2 separate regions of the Sus scrofa genome follow, and region 1 is linked to region 2. Evidence: chromatin contacts called from public Hi-C data. All regions are on one chromosome and are shown on one strand. The core of a region is the stretch at or near the end of the contact, and the rest is flanking DNA. Distances in the headings are between cores, read along the strand shown. Region 1 has its middle 55 kb from the start of JADE1. Region 2 overlaps JADE1 (protein Jade-1).

Region 1 (2,700 bases), core at 102-2,601, 240 kb after region 2:
GGTTCCTTTCTGGGTAGCCATTAACCCTGCTGACCAGCCATGTCTTGCTGACTTAGCCTACCTATACAAAACCTTCAGAAAAGGGCAGTTCCTTTCTGGGTAGCCTATTTTAGTTTTTAACCATCTTTCACACCAGAAAATACTTTCTTTTGAATCTTTAAATCTTTCATACTCCAGGATAAACCCACTTTTTCCAAGTTTTGTCATCAGCAGATAATTAAATTGACTTTTACAAAATAATACTTTGTGATATATTTACTGACCACATAATTCTCCATCCACCTTCTTTATACAAATTAATAGCAAAGCCTTCATCTTTTCTCATAGGTCTTCTTTTCCCACATTTGAATTATTCAGTGGACTTGCCCTAAGTTCTTTTTGACCCTAAACTATGATGTCCTTACCTTATTAACCTTATTAACCTTATTATTAGACTTTAAAAAATAAACAAACAGAAATAAAATTGAAACAGAAGCCCGACAGTGTCAAATACCTTGAGAGAGAGGGGTGTATTACAACTTAGACCTTATATACAACATTCCTATTTCGATATCATTGCTGTAACAACCTCAGTACATTACCATATTTTGTTTTTTCTTACACATTTTTTCACACCACTTATGACAGTTGTTAAGTCAAGTGCCCTAGGCATTTGCTCTTAACCAATGAACAGCCAGACTGGGAACTTCAAGTCTTTTAGGGAGTCAAAACTGCCAAAAATGTTCTCTCACCAGGAGACATATTCCCTGAATTATATAAAATAGAAATTTGTTCTGAAATCACTCACCTCTTATCAATGGACAACCAGGTAAGTAAACCAGCTAACTCTGTGACCCTGACTATTGGACCTCATTCCATGCTTTAGTTCCCCGTCTAATAAGTGAGGATAAGTGTTTACCAACTTCACGCGGGTTTTGCAAAAGTTGATTAATACTTATGAGGCACCATCTGATGAGAGGCCCTGGCTGTACCACCCAAGTCATCATAGGCTGTGGAATGCCTGCTTCCCACAAGGGCACTCCCTCGAAGCTTGGTACCATGACTGTAAGGTGACTTGCTGTGGCCCACCACTAGGTTGTGACCCAACTGTACTTTCAGACATGCACACTTAAAGCCAGTAAGGCTATCACCCCAAGCTGAAAAAGAGTTTTTCTAATGCTGCAGCCTCATGCACAAGGCACCAAAATAGCACTAGAAATACTATACCCATATTGCTTTATCCTAGACATCTGACACTTGTAAAGCTGATGCCAAATTTCTTGTCACATATGTGTCTGGAAGCCTTCCGGCTGAGAGGCATTTCTTATCTTCTGACATTTCAGAGAGCTGCATGGAGCTAGACAAGCACAGATCCTCCTTCAAAAAGGCTTGAGGCAAATGCAAACATTCTTTTCAAGTGACCTCCACAGCCCTCATTGGAGGAGATCCAAGACACCCTTCGGCACATCTGTAATCCTTAGGACCTTCCCAATGTTTGAGTGTGCTTTTTCTAGTGAGTAAGAACTGAACCACCCTGGTTTTCCAAGGTCATCTGATATGCCCATTAGCCAAATGAGGAAATGCTACTGCAGGCGAACCAACCAAACAAGATCAAACAATCCTCAGAGATCCAGGAGCCCAGATACTCTGTCTTTGGCGACACAGGCCACCTTCATCTATTAAAATCAGGCATCAGTTGGCTCTAATTGCAGTTGTGACTGATGCCCCCCAAACAGAAACTAACTAGGATTTTTGCGCAACACAATAGTAGATTATTTCTAGTGCCTCCCTTCTCTTCTGAACTTCCCTCTACAACCTGCCAGACAAAGCAAGTGCCATGGAGACCCCAACCCCAGCTATTAAGAAACAGGGGTTTCTAATAGGAAAGTCCCTAAAGCAACAAGTGTCAGAATAACCTGGCTTTAAATGCAAATTCCTAAGGGCTCTATTCTAAACCTCTGAATCAGAACCTCTGGCAAATACAAACCAAAACATGCATTTTTAACAAATTCCCCAGACACTGTTTCTTGCTCTTTCTTTTTCTTTTCTTTTCTTTTTTTTGGTCTTTTTAGGGCCGCACCCATAGCATATGGAGGTTCCCAGGCTAGGAGTTAAGTCAGAGCTGCAGCTGCCAGCCTACACCACAAGCACAACAACACCAGATCCAAGCCATGTCTGTGACCTACACCACAGCTCAAGGCAACACTGGATCCTTAACCCACTGAGCAAGGCCAGGGATCAAAGCCTGTGTCTTCATGGACACTAATCAGATTCATTTCCACTGAGCCACGATGGGAACTCCCCCTCTTTCTTTAACTTACATTTGCCCAGATTATTTTAATGCACACTAAAGTTTTTAAAGACTGACAGAATTTTTGAGTAAATTAAAACTCACCTAAACCCTCGGCTCATTTTGGGAGAGTTTCTGGCCACAGGCCTATGGTTTAGTGGTCACTAAGTCATCTACTCTAAACCCACCCATAGGCAAACTACCACTGCACTCAAGAGGAAGGAAAGCATTTCATGATCTCCTCTTTTTCTGAACTTCATTGTTCTCACCCCTTCTTCGGAATCATAAGCATTGCTATGTGATGATTCTGGCACCAGTTGGCTTTTACTGCTTAACTTTTTTTTTTTTTTAAGTTTTCTATTCTGCCATAACAGATAATACAAACTTGGCACCTTGGCACAAATTTATTATATTACGGTTCTGTAGGTTAG
Region 2 (2,700 bases), core at 184-2,683:
AGAGTATAGCCCAAATAAAGCCCATCTACCTTGTGGTCCAGTCTTAGCAAGGAAACTTTAGTTCAGTCTCCAAAAATAATTGAATATCAATTAATATCTTTTTGTAGATAGTTTAAGGAAAATGACTCTGGAGTTGGGATTTTATTAATACAACTCAGTAAATGTCTTAAATATTTCTCTCTACAATTCTCTCCCTATTTCTCATATGTGTGGAAGCTACTCCTCAATTCTTTATGTCCTTTTTCTGCAAAATCCCCCATTTCTTCCCAAATCCAAGGCTGCTTCCTTTCCTCTGTCATATCCCAGAGCTATTTACTTCTGTGTGGCTATAAACTCAGGCTTTCTCAGTCAAGCAGCTATAGCACTCTCATTACCCAAAACCCCAGATCTGCACAAAGTCATGGGAAATATGTTGGTCACAAAAGGAATTCTGCTATCAGACAGAAGGGAAGAGTGATATGAATTCCTAAATGTTAACTTCTTTATCTGTTCAGGAGCTTCCCCAAAGATAGTCTGCCAAGGACAAAACCTATTTGTGACCAAGTAGTTGATTCAGATTCTGGTGTGGCTGAAGAGAGAAAACTTCCAGTATTGGAAGACAAGGGAAGACAAATCTGGTGGTGATTTACATTTAGCAATTGAAGACTACCAAGAAGGGAGAATTTTATTTTCCCATTTGGAGTACTGTAACTCATTCTCAACATTTCTTGAGAAATTTGAATGAAATCTTCATTTGAATGAAGAATAAAAATGCCATATGATAGAAGACCAGTTTATTAACTCTACATGTCATCCTCAGAGATACTACACAGCCTAGTGAAAGAACACACTTTGGAGATAGATATTTATACTGAAGCTTGAATCTCAACTCAGTCACTTTCTGGCTGAGTATAACTTATACTGTGACAGTTATTAACAGAAAAGGAAGAGAAGAAAAGAAAGGGAAGCATTGTCTTCTATAAATGCAGATAATAGCTGCTTTGTAAGACTGTTGTGAGGACTAAATGAAATAATGCTTAGTACAGTATCTGTCATATAATAGATATTCAATCACAGCAATCTATAATAATAAAGGCTTTAAAAAAATTGGATTTGGAGGGCCTCTGCCTAAACTTCTTTTGTTTCTAATGTTCTAAAGTTAGTCTTAGTACTGTTTTGTGCTAGTTTTGCTGAATATATATATATACACACAGAGAGAGAATAAAATCAGTATTCAACAAATAATGATATGCAAATAACTGAGTAGCAAAACTTTTCATGTCTCAATAATTGGTGACGAAATCCAAGAATTTTAATAATGTCTTGTAGGGAACTGTAAGTGACCCTCATTTTACCTATAATTTGTATATTCCTACCAGCTTCTTTCCTAGTCTCCTCTTCATGACCACCAAGGAGAGCTAGAGGACCTTAGAGGAGGCTCAGAATAGTACTGCCTTGATTTTGGCAACATGCATATTGTTTTTTCAGCTAACTCAGCATGCTTGAGATCATTTTAACAGCATAGTGTTATCATGTGGTTTCAGTAGAAAAAGTCCCTATGTAAAAATAGCACCTTCTTCCTCAGCATGTCTGCTCCTTTAATGAAAATAAGACTTTAGCTTAGACTGAGCCAATGCAGCTATCAAGGAGTGAGCTAAAATCTCATCTGCTTCAAACACTGTTAGCCAAATTCACTAACCATGGTGCTTACAGTCACTGACGATAAGAAAGACAATGCAGTAACAGACATGCACAATACAGGATAATTCATACACTATACACAATACTTAAACAGCAGTTTCCTAGAATAAGCCCTCAGAGAATATGTATGGTCAATGAGAAGAGTTGCAATTGCTCTGCAAGAATATTTACAGCAATATAAACAAACCAAAAAGGAGGAAAAAAGAGTCAGTAACACCCACAAAGTCTTATCCGATCCAATATAGAAAATTAAAAAAATTTAAAAGGAGGAATGCACTAATATAATTCAAGCCATATGGCAACCTAGTCTTGCTTCTTCTTGGAGAATGGTGTTTCATTCATTCTACCAGTCAGCCTGCATTCTATCACACCAAGTTCTATTTTAGCATTGGGGAACTTCTACATGCATTATTGATATAAAAATAAAATAAAACAAAGGTAGTTTCATCTTACATTTTTAAGGAAAGACAAAACTACACTTTAAAAAAGTTATCCTGGAAAACAAATGTTCATAATTTATTACTGCGCCGTCAGTGTCCTCTCATATCATCTTCAGAATCTGTTTCATATCAAGCTTGATGGCTTAATTAATATACTTAGCGTTTCCCCAGAAAAGTGATGCCAGTGTACATAGTACACATAATATAGTTCTACATCTGGCCCATCAATAAGGGCTCCATCAAGGAATGCAGCACAGGAAATAACTGGAATTATACCCATCTTATGACCATCAGAAATTTCACTTTCATTGAGTGAAATCTACTCAGAACAGAAGAAATATTACCAGGAGCTTAGTTTGGGCCCTAGAAGTCTTTAAACTCTTTTATCAGGGGGAAATAAAGGAGAACTGCAATTTTATTTTATAATCCATTTCCCCAGAAACCAGATTTTTCTTAAGAGAAGAATGTTTCTTTTTTTGCAAACCCTAAGATACCTTTAGCAGAAGCTCTTGGGAGGCTATTTGAGGCTGTCAGTTACTCTTTTTTTTTTTTTTTTTTTTTTTTGTCTTTTTAGGGCTGC

Evidence for each region. A called contact is a pair of places that touch in the nucleus more often than the background predicts.
Region 1: a contact with region 2 is called in a Hi-C map of skeletal muscle, with 5 times the contacts expected there. The contact joins two enhancer-like sites. A contact is called at or near these places in 2 of 47 Hi-C or Micro-C datasets (embryonic fibroblasts and skeletal muscle) and 1 of 2 datasets of contacts at active chromatin or transcription factors (alveolar macrophages).

What each region holds. Positions count from the first base shown.
Region 1 is chr8:96,618,025-96,620,724 of Sscrofa11.1, forward strand. No RefSeq gene overlaps it. Among named protein-coding and RNA genes, the nearest start is that of JADE1, 55 kb to the left of the region's middle. Within about 2 kb of position 1,352, at least 16 of the 83 cell types and tissues checked have an H3K27ac peak or open chromatin away from gene starts, as enhancers often do. A contact at or near this core is called in skeletal muscle, where this site is marked.
Region 2 is chr8:96,375,383-96,378,082 of Sscrofa11.1, forward strand. The region is part of intron 3 of JADE1 (protein Jade-1); the gene reads right to left. Among named protein-coding and RNA genes, the nearest start is that of JADE1, 190 kb to the right of the region's middle. Within about 2 kb of position 1,434, at least 2 of the 83 cell types and tissues checked have an H3K27ac peak or open chromatin away from gene starts, as enhancers often do. A contact at or near this core is called in skeletal muscle, where this site is marked.